Linked DNA regions of Mus musculus: regions 2, 3, 4 and 5 are each linked to region 1. A link is a contact called in public HiChIP or PLAC-seq and promoter capture Hi-C data. All regions are on one chromosome and are shown on one strand. Each heading gives the region's core, a stretch centred on a gene start, on an enhancer-like site or on the middle of the called end of the contact. The rest is flanking DNA. Distances are from core to core; before and after follow the strand shown. Region 1 holds the start of Ambra1 (autophagy/beclin 1 regulator 1). Region 2 holds the start of Ptpmt1 (protein tyrosine phosphatase, mitochondrial 1). Region 3 holds the start of Mapk8ip1 (mitogen-activated protein kinase 8 interacting protein 1). Region 4 holds the start of Large2 (LARGE xylosyl- and glucuronyltransferase 2). Region 5 holds the start of Acp2 (acid phosphatase 2, lysosomal).

The links. Promoter capture Hi-C pulls out the DNA fragments that hold promoters and counts their contacts. HiChIP or PLAC-seq counts read pairs in DNA pulled down with a chosen protein or histone mark.
Region 2: an H3K27ac HiChIP or PLAC-seq map of embryonic stem cells shows a contact between it and region 1, with 4 times the contacts expected there. The contact joins the promoter of Ptpmt1 here to the promoter of Ambra1 in region 1. A contact is called at or near these places in 4 of 115 datasets of contacts at active chromatin or transcription factors (double positive thymocytes, embryonic stem cells, stem cell-derived neural progenitor cells and 1 more) and 2 of 9 other capture datasets (adipose tissue and liver).
Region 3: a promoter capture Hi-C map of liver shows a contact between it and region 1, with 4 times the contacts expected there. The contact joins the promoter of Mapk8ip1 here to the promoter of Ambra1 in region 1. A contact is called at or near these places in 6 of 39 promoter capture datasets (the 3T3-L1 cell line, embryonic stem cells, liver and 2 more), 1 of 115 datasets of contacts at active chromatin or transcription factors (microglia) and 1 of 9 other capture datasets (embryonic stem cells).
Region 4: a promoter capture Hi-C map of pre-B cells shows a contact between it and region 1, with 5 times the contacts expected there. The contact joins the promoter of Large2 here to the promoter of Ambra1 in region 1. A contact is called at or near these places in 14 of 39 promoter capture datasets (the 3T3-L1 cell line, 3T3-L1-derived adipocytes, the C10 cell line and 8 more), 3 of 484 Hi-C or Micro-C datasets (CD4 T cells, CD8 T cells and LSK cells), 7 of 115 datasets of contacts at active chromatin or transcription factors (astrocytes, craniofacial prominence, embryonic forebrain and 4 more) and 4 of 9 other capture datasets (adipose tissue, embryonic stem cells, liver and 1 more).
Region 5: a promoter capture Hi-C map of liver shows a contact between it and region 1. The contact joins the promoter of Acp2 here to the promoter of Ambra1 in region 1. A contact is called at or near these places in 2 of 39 promoter capture datasets (erythroid cells and liver) and 2 of 115 datasets of contacts at active chromatin or transcription factors (double positive thymocytes and embryonic stem cells).

What each region holds. Positions count from the first base shown.
Region 1 is chr2:91,728,718-91,731,466 of GRCm38.p6, reverse strand. Ambra1 (autophagy/beclin 1 regulator 1) reads right to left here and starts at 1,329. Exons shown (of 18, transcript NM_172669.3): 1 at 1,088-1,329.
Region 2 is chr2:90,916,631-90,919,379 of GRCm38.p6, reverse strand. Ptpmt1 (protein tyrosine phosphatase, mitochondrial 1) reads left to right here and starts at 1,330. Exons shown (of 5, transcript NM_025576.2): 1 at 1,330-1,668; 2 at 1,671-1,770; 3 at 1,871-1,951. The coding sequence starts at 1,394.
Region 3 is chr2:92,399,840-92,402,588 of GRCm38.p6, reverse strand. It overlaps Mapk8ip1 (mitogen-activated protein kinase 8 interacting protein 1), which reads left to right and starts at 1,326. Exons shown (of 12, transcript NM_011162.5): 1 at 1,326-1,560. The coding sequence starts at 1,463.
Region 4 is chr2:92,369,695-92,372,443 of GRCm38.p6, reverse strand. It overlaps Large2 (LARGE xylosyl- and glucuronyltransferase 2), which reads left to right and starts at 1,387. Exons shown (of 15, transcript NM_172670.3): 1 at 1,387-1,463; 2 at 1,551-1,705; 3 at 1,781-1,878; 4 at 2,185-2,267; 5 at 2,461-2,584. The coding sequence starts at 1,606.
Region 5 is chr2:91,201,517-91,204,265 of GRCm38.p6, reverse strand. It overlaps Acp2 (acid phosphatase 2, lysosomal), which reads right to left and starts at 1,354. Exons shown (of 11, transcript NM_007387.2): 1 at 1,218-1,354; 2 at 570-665; 3 at 1-26. The coding sequence starts at 1,331. It also overlaps a transcript of Nr1h3 not described here.

The DNA.
Region 1 (2,749 bases), core at 80-2,579:
AAAAGAGAGAAACAGTAAAGTTCACAAATGATTCATCTTCAATTATGTTTGAATAATTTCTACACAGACTTTTGAACTCTTGAATAAAATGACTAAATCACTAACCAAATAAAAAAAAGTTTCAAAAGAGATTCCTTGGATTCCCTCCTAGAAAAGACCTCCACAAGACAAGAACCTGAATTCAAAGTCTTAACCATCTTAAGCATCTTCCATCTTGCACTAAGTACTTAACACCATAGCAGAAAGTTTCAGAACAAGCTGAAGAGTGGAATCAGTATTAATCAGAAGTAAAGTGGAAGTAAACAAATTATTTATGAGTAAACAAAACTAAACTATCCTTACTACTTTTGCTAAAACGATACAAACTTCGAAAAAGCAAACCCAGTCAAAAACATCACTTGCTCCCTTAATGTCTGAAGCCTCCAGTAACACAATATATGTTTCTAAGAAAGAAGAGTTCCAAAAAGTCAAATGAGAGACTGTTAAGTAAAAAGTGACCAGTAAAATGGGAGAATTGTGAACTGTTAAAGACAAAAAAAAAAAAAAAAAAAAAAAAAAAAGAACCTTACAGCACATTTAATGATCTGTCGAGGTCACAGGGAAAAGTCACGTCCCCTACCTCAGCCTCGGTTTCCCTACCCCAAAAGACTATAAGTGATATTTCGTTCCTAGGAGCTGGAGGGCCTAGTTTCAATAGCCTCCACCTACTCAAAAGGGCACTCCGAGGCTGAACTCAGTAGGGGTCCCCAGTGCAACTGAGCATGACATCCGGAACCGGAGTTGTAGGAAAGGAGAAAGGGAATAGGGTCTAAGAAAGCCAAGTTCCTACAATCTAGGGGTGACGACACGCGTCCAGGACCCGACATCCCCTCTCTACGGAACCCGGCCGGCAGCTTCAGCATCTCTCCCTCCTTCCGGCTTCTCGCTCAGTTCCGGGCCGCCCTCCGGCCGCGCCCCCGGGCGCAACCCCCTTCACAACGCGCACCCCGGCGGGCCGCGCGCTCGCCCACCGGCCGGCGCTAAGGTCTCCTCCTGCCTTGGGCGGAAGGATGCGGGACCGGGCCTCCCAGGCTCCTCCCGGGCCTACCTGCGAGGAGAGTGAGAGCTCGGCCCGAAAGCCAGCGAGCGCACGGAGCCACGGACGGAAGGCGGGGAGAGGCCGAAGAAAGCGAGGGGTCCGCTCGACCGACCAGCGGAAGAAAGCGGCCAGAGCCCGGGGCCTCCGGGATAACTCAGTCCAGGACCTGGCACAGCCGCCGCCGCTCCGGAGACATCAACCAAGAAGACGCCGCAAAAGATCATCGAACACACGAACGCCCAGACATCAAAGGAAGAGCGCCCCAGCAATCGTTCAAGGCACTGCAGCCGAGTGCCGAAACATTGCTCAGCTCCTGCTGCAAATCCGGCTGCCTTCCTAGGCATAAATAAACAAATCCAGATCATTAAACTATAGCGTAGAGTAGGCTGGGATTCTGCCATTTTCTGTTGGTGACAGAGTGTTAAAGTAATTTAGAGAACTAAATTTTTGAGACAGGAGCACGCTTGTAATCCCTGCTTTTTTTTTTTTTTCCTGGTACTTTTTTTTTTTATTACGTATTTTCCTCAATTACATTTCCAATGCTATCCCAAAAGTCCCCCACACCCTCCCCCCGTAGTCCCTGCATTTTAGGAAAGGAGGCATGAGGATTTGGAGTTCAAAGTCATAGTCAGTTAAGCACAAGGCCAAACTGGACTATATGAGACCTTGGTGGTTTTTTTTTTTTGTTGTTTTTTTGTTTTTTTTTTTTTTTTTTTTTTTTTTTTTGGTTGGTTGGTTGGTTTGGCTAGGTTTTGGTTTTTGTTTTGTTTTTTGAGTGTGTGGTTTTCGAGACAGGGTTTCCCAAGTGCTGGGATTAAAGGCATGCGCCACCAAAGACCTTGTTTTAAGTGAAAAAGGAATTAGCCTTTTGTGAGCACATTGATTGAAGATAAATCATAGCAGAATAAAGCTCGTCTTAATAGTTCAACGACTGCCGTACACTTAGAGACTTCTCACACTACTTGTCCCAGTTGAACAAATGACTTTACCACTTTATTCTTGGTTTCCCCTCAGAGCTGAAGAACAATCGCTATGAATGCTCCAGGTCAGCTTTAGAAGAATATCCAAGAGAAAATGGCACACCTTAATGTGGGAAGGGAAAGTTCCTGTACCTTGTTTTTAAATTTTTATTCTTTGGTTTTGTTTTGCCAGACAAGGCTTCTCTCTGTGTACCCTTGGCTGTCCTGGAACTGGTTCTGTAGACCAGGCTGACCTCCAACTCACAAAGATTTGCCTGCCTCTGCCTCCGGAGTGCTGGGATTAAAGGTGAACACCACAACCTCCCAGCCTATTCTATTCTTTCTCAAAAAAAAAACCACTTACTTCTCTTTTATTTTCTTCCAAGGATCTAAAGCCACAGTCCACAGTGTGCTTTTAGTTAGCTTCGTAGCTAGTTCACTAAATAGTTTTTAGAGACAGGATTTTGTGTGGCACACACACTGGTCTTGAACTCTGTGTATCCAAGAATGGCTTTGAAATTCTGATGTGCTTGCCTTCCTGTTCCACATTTGCAGTGTGCCTGAGGGAGTGTGAGAGACTGCAGTGGAGGCTCACACTCTATAGCTTGGCTGGCTTGGAACTCACTATGAAGCCCACGCTGACCTCAAGCTCACAGCAATCCTTTTGCCTCAAGCTAGTTGAGTGCTGGGATTATAAGCAACCATGCCTGGC
Region 2 (2,749 bases), core at 81-2,580, 810 kb after region 1:
GCTGGGATTAAGGGGTGTGTCACCATGATGGCAGACTCAATTCTTACTATACTTTCCAATCCCCACACTGAAAATGGCATGTCTGCTTCACTTATCGATTTAAAGTAAATGGGCTATTTTTCCTTACCTTTTTTTTTTTTTAAGATTTATTTATTTTATGTATGTGAGTACACTGTAGCTGTCAGACACACTAGAAGAGGGCATCAGATCCCATTACAGATGGATGTGAGCTACCATGTGGTTGTTAGGAATTGAACTCAGGACCTATGGAAGAACAGTTGGTGCTCTTACCCTCTGAGCCATCTCTCCAGCTCTACACGTTCCATTTTAAATTTAATACTTGTTAATTCTTTGAGGATCTCATACATGTATTAATGCACTTTGATAAAATTCATCCCCACCCTCCAAACTCCTCTCAACCTACTCTTTCCTTCTTGGGTATTATTACGAGTATTTCTTTGATAAGAATAAAATATATCTCTTTTTTAAAAGGAGGAAAAAGATGACAGACAGTGGTAGCACATGTCTTTAATCCCAGAACTCAGGAGGCAGGGACAGGTGAATCTCTGAGTTCAAGGGCTGCCTGGTCTACAAGAGAGTTCCAAGACAGCCAGGGCTACACAAAGAAACCCTATCTTGAAAAACGAACAAACAAATCACCCCAAATCAAAACCAAAAAGGAGGGGAAAAGCAGCAGATACAGGTTAAGAGTATTTTCTTGTGGCTGGAGAAATATTTAAGCAGTTAAGAGCACTGGCTACTCTTCCAGGGAACCCTGGTTTGATTTCCAGCATTCTCCAGCTTTCTCTCCGAGTCACGCTCCAGTCCCATGGGTTCCAACATCCTCTTTGGACTCCTTGGACTTTGCACCCAGGTGATGTCATACAGGCAGGCAAAGCACCCAACACACACACTTTTTTTTTTTTTTTTTTTTTTTTGAGACAGGGTTCCTTTGTGTGTCCTGGAGCTAGCTACATAGCCAGTAGAAGACATTTAGGGCTTCATAGTGTGACCTGGTTTTAAAAAAGGAGAGGGGGGGGGGCGGGGAAAGACAGAGAGACAGAGAGACAGACACAGACAGACAGACACAGGGCAGTAGACCACCACCTAGGTTCAAGTTCAGGTTCCCTGCTCCCCCAAGAGCAGCTGACAACCACCGCTTTTTTTACAGGCAGACTCGGCTTCTCCAGGGCCTTCCCTGTTTAGAGGAGCCTCTCTGCTGAGCCTCCTCCTTAGTGATGGGTGCACTCCGGGGTCACGGCCCCTCCCTAAGGTCAGGGGTTGGAGAGCCGGCCCTGCTCCTTAGGCAGGGTCACAGTTTCACCCGATCTTGCCATTCCACTCCCTCCACCCGACCCCTCGCCGCGCCTCGCGGCGCCTCTCCTTTGGAGCCATGGCTCCTGTTCCGGGATCCCTCGGGCAGGGCCGGGACTCCGGGGACTCAGCTTCGAAGAGTCGGGAGGCATCAGGTGGCCCTCAGCTCTCGTCCTCCGCGTCCTTCTCGCGGTGGCTGGTCGCGAGCCCCGGGGCCGGTGGCTGGCCGCTGCGCCTGGCGGGGTGGGGCGCCTCGCCACTGCGCCTGGCGGGGTGGGGCGGGATGGCGGCCTCCGCGTGGCTGGAGGCCGGCCTGGCCCGGGTGCTCTTCTACCCGACGCTGCTCTACACAGTGTCCGGGGGAGGGTGCGCGGCCCGGCGCACCGCGACTGGTACCACCGCATCGACCACACGGTTCTGCTGGGCGCGCTGCCGCTGAAGAACATGACGCGCCGGGTGAGAGACCGCCGGGCCGGGCCGGGCCGGGCCGGGAGCGGGCCCAGGGCCTCTGCGGGCGCCCCGCGGCCCTCGCTGAGCCTCCTCTTTGCCTCGGCAGCTGGTACTGGACGAGAACGTGCGCGGGGTGATCACTATGAACGAGGAGTACGAGACCCGATTCCTGTGCAACACCTCGAAGGTGAGGACCCGGGCCCTCTGGCCTGGCTGGCCCAGCACTCGGGCCTGGGAAAGCTGGAGAAGCTAGGGGAAGAGGAAGGACGCCGTGGGTGACCTTGTCTCCGAGACCAGTGTTGGAGACCTAGTTGCCTTCTCAAGTTCTGTGTATGTGGGTCAAGCTCAAATGGCTGCAGGTGGAAAGACGCTGAAGCTGATAAGCCAGAAAGAAGTCTTGCGAGTCTGGAGACTCAGGTGGCAGAGGCAGGATCTTTTGAGCCCAGGAGTTCAATGTGTCCTGGCCATTGTCTAAAAAGAGCGAGCTAACCCGCTGTGGGTGGCTCACTCCTGGAATTTCAGCCCCCTTAAGGCAAGAAGTTGTTCCAGGCCAGCTTGGTGTATTGTATGTAGTGAGCTCTGGGTCAGTCAGGACACAGGACAAGGAAGTCCTGCTTCAAAATGGGGACGGGGGGTACAGTTCTTCATGCACAGAATTGTACATGTATATGCTACTTTTCCTTTGTTTGTTTATTTTGAGACAGGGGTCTTAAGTCCTGATCCGATTCTCCTGCCTCCACTTTCCAAGTACTGAGATTACAGGCATGTGCTAATACACCCATTTTGTATTTGTGATTTTGGTCACTAACCTCAGTAACTAAAATTGTGACTTGTGTGTGGTGGTTTGAATATGCTTGGCTCAGGGAGTGGAGCGAGAGAACCCTGACTAATACAATGTGCCTTGCTGATTTCATTCATTTCAACACATATTTTAGCATCAGGTTTGAATTAGTTATTGTAGCTTTGGAGACGAAGGCCAACTGTA
Region 3 (2,749 bases), core at 77-2,576, 670 kb before region 1:
AGAGGTGACCTGGCAGGGAGGCTCTCTGAGCCACCAAAAACGGGGACTCGAGTCTTGGTAAACGGTGTTGTGTGAGAAAACCCAATAGAGAACCAGGAAGAAAGCACAGCTAGACCCAGAGTGGGTGCAAGGAACAGAAGCAACCACAAAGCTCTCAAGAATCCGGCCCTGGGGATGAGGAAGGTCCTAGGCCTTAGGGTAGGAGAAGCCAGTTCAGGACTGTGTGAGTGCAAAAGGGGTGCTAGATAGAAAACGCAGTGGGAAGACAGGTGCTGAGAACTGGGCACAGGAGTTCACACTAATCCCCCAGTTTAGCAGGAGACTCAAGAAGATTGTCATCAGTTCTTAGTCAGCTGAGGCTACATGGTAACTTCCAGGACAAACTGGAAATGAAAGAAAAACAAGTGATGGGGTAGTCCTGGCATACAGAGGCTTCACAGGGCTAAGAAACCAAAAGCATCACTCAGGTTATCAGGGGTGGTCAGGGCTCAAGGGGGTCTTTGCTGAAGGAGGCAGAGGCAGGAGGATCACGAGTTGGAGGCCAGCTTGGGCTACACATTTTTAGGCCGGGCATGGTGGCGCACGCCTTTAATCCCAGCACTTGGGAGGCAGAGGCAGGCGGATTTCTGAGTTCGAGGCCAGCCTGGTCTACAGAGTGAGTTCCAGGGCTATACAGAGAAACCCTGTCTCAAAAATCAAAACAAAACTAAAGGGTGGGTCTTGATAGAGGTGGCCTTCAGAGATTTCTGCGGGAGGTGATCCCAGTGCACAGGTGGGTGTTCCCAGCTCCCAGGGACAAGTATTTCTATCGTTTTTCTTCCTCCCCATGCTCATGGAGGGCTCATATTCCATTTCACACATGGGAAAGACAAGCCTTGGAACTATGAGGTCACTAATGCAATTCTCCACTGCCTGTTCACTTGTGGAACCAAGCTGTGGTCTTAGGTCACCTGGCCCCATAGCTGACTGCTCTTGGACCCCACTCCACCACCATCTCTCCTTTCTCAGCCATCTTCTGTAACCCTTTTCCTACCCCAGTTGCTGTGGAAGGCCAAAGACGGACTTGGGGAGCAGGATCTTGCCATCCGCTGATGCCCTCGATCTAGGTCCAGCTCTGAGGAGAGCAAAGCTTTGCCAGTGCTTGGAATGTCCCTGGGATGTGTAGGGAGGCCGAGGGGACCCAGGGCCACGGGATCGAAGCGTCAGCACTTCGGAGAGCGCCGGGGCGGGGCGGGGCGGGGGCGGGGCCACAAGACCCCAGCCGGCCCGGGGGCGCGCGCGGGGCGCTCTCGCGGGGGCCGCAGGCGAAGCGGCGCGCTGTCCGGAGCCGCGCCCGCCCCAGCTCAGTCCGAACCCCGCGGCGGCGGCGGCCTCCTCCACGCGCCTCCGCTGCTGCCGCCGCCGCCGCCGCCGCCGCCTCCCGCGCCGCTCTCCGCCCGGATGGCCAGGGCTGCACCCCGGAATGGCGGAGCGAGAGAGCGGCCTGGGCGGGGGCGCCGCGTCCCCACCGGCCGCTTCCCCATTCCTGGGACTGCACATCGCGTCGCCTCCCAATTTCAGGTAAGGATCGAGGCCCGGAACCTCGGGATCCTTGGAGACCCTGAGGGCGGCGTCCTTTCCCGGCCGAGCCCCCAGCCCCCACAACCTCCAGTCCAGGTTGGTGGCCACCGCGTGGCCCCCCGCAGCTCCTTCTGCCATTCCGTGTCATGGGGTGGGGTGATTGAGGTGGATCTGGGGCAGGAACCTGGGAGGTCGCCTTTCCCCTCCACCTTGGCGGGAGTGGGTCTGGGGTTTGGATGGAATTCCCGGTGCAGCAATCCGCCCAGACTTTATCCTGCCGCGTTCAAGGTATCTAACCCAAGGTGGAAGTAGGCTAAGGGGTTGGGGGCCCAGAGGCCCCAATTCAAAACCCTTGGTCCTTTAAGAAGAGTCGTGAACCCCTCTCCCAGCTAGCTTGGCCAGATGGGTCAGATTGCTAGGCGATCTTGGACAGGGTCTTCTGAATTTGGGCAGCTCCCTGGTCAGTTGTATCTCAGGACAGGTGCAGAAGGATTGGCCTCAACCAGTGAAACCCAATTTGCTTGAGGGAGGGGAATCTGCCTGTGGATATCCAGGGATACTGTTGGGGGGTCCCCACTGTGTAAAGACTCAGGACACCGAACTGAGCTCCTCTTTGACCCACCCCTCCATCTGATGTTAGACCAGGTGAATGAATTTCAGAGATGTAAGGCATGATGTGTTGAACCGGTGACTGTCCTCTCTTCACCTTTTCACACACATACACACATACACACACACACACACACACACACACACACACACACACACACACACAGAGAGAGAGAGAGAGAGAGAGAGAGAGAGTGACGAAGAAGAGAAGGGTGTCACTGCTCCAGAATGTAGAAGCTGAGACATACCTCATTGTTTCCCCATCAGGAGCAGGCGCCTTTCTCTCTCCTGGGACCCTTGCTCCAGCCAGGCCCCAGCTGGGCTCTGGCGCCAAGTTGTCATCTATTGAAGGGGTCTCTAGCTCCCAGGTCCTCAGGTGGGCAGACACACACACACACACACACACACACACACACACAGACACACACACACACACACACACACACACACACACACACACACACACACACACGATCTTAAATGGTATGATCAGGCCCTGAATCCTCCAAGGAGGCCCTAAACCCAGCTGAGAGAACCAGAAGGAGGGGGCCAGAGGATGGTTCCAAACCTGAGGAAAGCC
Region 4 (2,749 bases), core at 138-2,637, 640 kb before region 1:
CTGGGTTGAGGGCCACTCTCATCCACCCCTGACCCAGATCCCAACTGCACAGCAGGCTGAGGATGACAATGGAGCACCGGGACTCAAAGCCCTGCACACCAGGGTTTTCTCTTAATTCCTAAAAGTCCAAGAGGCGGCTTTCGGTTTCCATAGCAACCGCTAAAGACCTACAGGCTGATCCTCATCTCCCAGAGAAAGGCATTCCGATCACGGGAGCCAGCCCCAGGCTACTGTTGATGGATCTGCCTCCCTTTATACAACTGGACTTTCCCGCTAAAAGGCCCAGCTTGAGCTGCTGGTGAGGCCCTTACCTTAAAGGGCAGGTCCAAGTTCTCACCCAGTTTCCATACACACATTGAATGCCTGGAATGTGCGTGGAGGTGTGGGAGGTGGGGGCTACCTCCCAGAACAAACAGGCAACTTCAACTTCCCTTGAGGACCTGGGAAAATAAGTAAGAGATGTAGAGAAAACTACATTCCAGGAGGAAGGGCAGGGGCAGGTCTTGAGGTAGAAGACCCGCCACAGCTGGGAGCCTACAGGAGCAGTGAAAGGCTGCCTGCCTAGCAAGTAGCCAAAGGCTATAGGTAGGTTCCTTTCACTCTTCAGGGACAATCTCATCTTGTGTCCTTCGGGTGATGTGAGGATTACCTGAGTAAAGACTTGGCAAACACTTAGCTCAGGGCTTGGCATTCAGTCTGTGCTGAACCGACCGTGGCGGGTCTCCTTCACAGTCCAGAGCTCCCTGCACCCCTACAGGGCAAAAGGCGTGCCGGAGGCCCGCTGAAGGGTGGAGAGAAAAGGGAGGAAGAAATCCAGGCCTTGGAGCCCGGCACAATCACAGCTTTCTAGACAAGAGTGGGGGATGCCTGGCCCTGCCCCAGCGGCAAGGAGGCTCTTGGCCAGCAGGAGGGGAGGTGGCCTTCAAAAGGGCACAGTGCCCGCATCTTCCAGTCTGCTTCTGGGTAGGGCTAAGGGCCAGGGAGGACGCCTGCAGGCTACAGGTGGCCCCAGCAGGCCCAGCCTCCTGTCGTCGAACTGAGCAGGTGTCCCTAACCTCTGGGCCGGACATTCCTATCCCATCCCCACTACCCTCAGCTTCCTAAACTTCCGCGGTGTGTTTGCCAATTCTTTGAGAGTCATCCGTTCCTCCCCTTAGGAATGGAGTCCCAGAGCCAGGAGGGTGCAGGTAGTGGGCACAGGACCACCCTGGGTAGCCGTCCCCAAGGCCTTTAGCCCTCCCCGTGCCATGGTGCAAAACCACCCTAAAAGGGGTTGAAGGTTCCCAGACCGTGCGGTGCAGGGGCGGGGCCCTGCCGGGGGTCTCCCCGCCCCTTCCAGCTCAGCTAAGCAAAGGTGAAACCTGAGCCCAGGTTGGGGGCGGGGCTAGTTCGCGATTCTGACCGGGACCTGACTGCAGGGCGGTCGCAGGAGGAACAGGGCCTTCCCGGAGCCACTGGAGCAGGTGAGGCCAGCTGCTGCGCACAGCAGGGCGAGTAGCCGTCGGGCCCCGCGGTCCAGTGCTCATCTTGCTATGGTCCTTGGTCCGCAGGGTCGGTGATGGAGCCCGCAGCCCGGGGTCGCGCCCCGCCCTGAGTCCCACAGTCATGCTGCCCCGAGGTCGCCCCCGGGCAATGGGGGCCGCCGTGCTGCTGCTGCTGCTGTTGCTAGTGGTTGGCTTCTTCCTGTTCGGCCGGGACCCGGATTGTAAGCGCCGGAGCTGGGCAGGGGAAGAAGGGACCCTGTGTGACCGCTGCCTGCTCACGCCACGTGTCTTTTCAGATGGACTGGGCACAACTGCTACCCTCGATGAAGACCCGTACAGGAGTCGCAACCTCTCCGCCTCCAGCCCGCAGCTTCTACTGCCACCCAAGTGCGAGGTAGTTGTGCCAAGTGCTGCCATCCCCGAGGTTCCTGGCCAGTCCAACCATCTGGGCATTTGTGGGAACCACAGCACCTGACATGTAGCTACCCAGCTGGGATACCAGAGGACGCTTGCAACGCACGCCCCCCACTCCTGTTCTAATTCCTCACTTATGAAATTGAGGCGTTGCATCTAGGCACCCCTTCTCCCCATCCCCACCTCCGCTCGGATGCCAGGTGGGGCTACACTGTTCTAGACCAGGATGGCTAAGCTAGCTAGTAGAAGTTGAGGGCCGCTGCTGACCTAGGTGTCCCCTCCCCAGATGTTGCATGTGGCTATCGTGTGTGCGGGATACAACTCCAGCCGAGAGATTATTACCCTAACGAAGTCCCTGCTATTCTACAGGTACAGACAGGCCTGGATGAGGGTCAAAAACCTGCCCGTAACAAAGCCCCACTGTTCTGAGTTTCCTTTCTTATGAAGGGGGCCACCAGAACATTCCCAAGAGCTCCTTGTAGCAGACAGGGCTTCCTCCCGTGGGGAGAATCCTGTATTGTTCCCGCACAGCCATGTTAGGCTAACTTTCTCCACCCAAAAGGAAAAATCCGCTGCACCTCCACCTGATAACTGATGCCGTAGCCAGAAACATCCTGGAGACACTCTTCCGAACATGGATGGTGCCAGCGGTGGTGGTCAGCTTCTATGATGCGGAAGAACTCAAGGCAGGAAGAACTCTGCGCTCGTGCTCAGCTAGGCCCACCTTCTTCTTCCTTTCAGCAGTGGGTGGTGGGAGAGGAAAAACTCTGTCCTACTAGACCTCCTGGAGCTGAAATCTTTCATCCTTTGGGGGGGGGGGGGCGATGGCTACGTCCTGCTGTGCCACTTGC
Region 5 (2,749 bases), core at 105-2,604, 530 kb after region 1:
AGCTCCCAGTGCTGTAGCATCCCTTCCTGTGGGCAAACCTGAGAGTTAAAGTCCAAAGAGGAGCTGGGCATGGTGGCCTTTAATCCCAGCAGTCACTCTCTGAGTTCAAGGCCAGCCTGGTCTACAAAGTGAGTCCAGAACAGCCAGGGCTCTGTTACACAAGGAAACCCTGTCTTAAACCTCCCCCAAATCCCCAACCCCTGGGGAAAAAAAAAAAAAAAGTCCAAAGAGAGGGGATTAGCCACAAGTCCTATGTATGGCATTTAGGCATTCTTCCCTTGGCAAGAGGTGAATTTGATTCCAGAAGTGGCCAGTTGTAATGATACTGTCCCCTGCACAGAGTTGTTAAGAAATCTGGTCATAGCCAGAGATGTAGCTCACTGTGCTTAGCATAGACAAGGTTCTGGGTTTAATTTCCAAAACCACAAAAACAAAACAACAAAATAGACATCTGGTCCATCAGAACCCATGTGGGAAGCTAGTAGTTTAAGGAGCCCCAGTTTCTGTGCTCCAGATGTGATTCATTCCGTAGCATATCCCGAGACCTTGCAGGTTGGCTTTTGACCCACCTTGGTTAGCTGACCAAATCCCTGGGGCCATTTCTCTTCCTGATAGGGGTCCTTGGGATATGTCTTCACTGGTGACCGATCTCCATGTCGATACAGCTGAGCAAAGAAAATGGTGTGTCTATAGAATCAGAAGGGTCTTCTAGTTAAGGACAGGACCCACCTCTGCACATGCCAGGAAAGGAAATTTCACTCCATCTTTCTCTACTGAGCGATGAAAAAAGACCCCAGTTCGGGCGATGCAATGTAACCTGAGATAATAGGTAAAGCCCCAAAGCACAGGTAGAAGAGTAGTGAAAGCAACGCCTTCTGGGGGAGGAAGTGGGCAATGGGACTGGGAAAACAAAGATCAAAGTCGTCTTTATGGGTGACTTTCAACCTTTTAACTAAATTCCCATCCTAGGGAAGAATATCTCCTACTCGGTCGTCCTGCCCTAAAAAAAAAAAAAAAAAAAATAGCCTAGGGCTCCAAATCAATTCTTAATCCAGCCGCACAACCCACTATGGGCCAGCGGTTTCCTAAACCGGTTCTTTCTCCTCCTTGAGAAGTGAGACCCCGGCCCCAGAACACAAGCTCTGCCCCTCCCTCTACCAGCCGGCCTTTGCCCTTTCAGCTTTGGCGAACCCGTTGGTGACTCCGTCACCCATTACCAAGGTAACAAAGCGTAGACTCCGGGCCTGTATGGGTGGCATCACCGTTAGGCACATGCCAAGAAGGAACTGGAGAAGAGCCGCCTGGCTCCAACCAGTCTGTCTGCCGGCCATCACTGTTGTAGGCTGTGTAGCAAGAGGCCGGAACGCCTTGGGCGGTACCTGCTGCAGCCGCCCGGATGCATTCGTAAGGACACTTGCCGGAAGTGCAGCCTTCGCCATCTTTCTTTGGGTTGCGGGAGACCGGGAATGAGAAAGTCTGGTGGGAGAAGGCGGAATTTGGGAGGGAATGCAAATGGAGAAGGTTTGCGATTGGCGGTGATGAACGAGGGTGGGACTGTTGCGCGACCTTCCGGGCAGAAAAGGCTTAAACACCTCGCTTTTGTAGAGGCGCTAGGTCAGGCTTACCCCTTCTTCTACAAAGCTGGTGCTTGCCCTGGTTGGGGTCTGGGCCTGGAGAGCGAGTGCCTGCTTTGAGGAATGCTTCTGAAAATGATCCCAGAGCCTCGGCTGGTGCAAAACTGGGGCAAGGTGTGGGGAAGTACAGAGCCTAACTTTCTGCTCTTGGGTGTGTAGTTTAGTGTAAGCCTTGGCTTAGACACTGTTCCGATAAGCGGGCTTGTTTGAGATGTAGGGTACTGCATGTAACCAGCCCTTTGGACTCCCTGTGTCCTTGAGGTAGATCCAGTCTAGTCTGCCATTCATGTCCTGAACAAACCTTCGTACTCCCCAGTTTTTTTCAGCTCTTTTCTTGTGCTTACCGATTTCTAAATTAAATTAGACTCAAACGTCATGTTTGAGGAGGAGTTGGATTGCATAGGATGTTCCGATTTCCCAAACCCACTACATTGAATTCTTATGGGAGGAATCTCAGAAAACTACATCAGTTTTGATGCAGGCATATAACTGGAATTGCCACAGAATCAGAGTTCCTCCAGACATTAGCCTTTAGGATTTGGAGGCAGGCAGCCAGTTGGGTGTCTGGATGTTGTGATTCCAAACCTTAGAGTGACACACAGTTGCAGATGAGATCTTGGGCCCTTGATATGCTTTAATGCAAATCTGATCAGAATTGATACTGTCCCAGGACTCCAAATAAAATTATGTACCTTACTGCCTAAACTTTACTTTCGATGTCACCTTGAGAAAGACTTGGGGAGAATAAGAAGGCTTCAAAACTAAATAGTTTTAAACTTAAAAACAAACAAATCTATGTGGTGCATGCCTTTACTTCCAGCACTTGGAGAGGGGGGTAGATGTCTGAGTTGTATGTAGGCCAGCCTGGTCTATAGAGCAAGTTCCAGGACAGCCAGCGATACATGGAGAAATACTGTCTGGAAAAAACAATGATGAAACAAAATATTTTCTATGTATGGGTGTTTTGCTTGCATGTATATCTGTGAACCATGTATATACAGTGTCCTTGGAGGCAAAAAGGCAGCATAGGATCCCCTGTAGACTTTAAGCAGCTGTGTGGGTGCTGGGAATAGAACCTGAGCCCTCCTCTGAAGGAGTTGCCAATACTTCTAGCT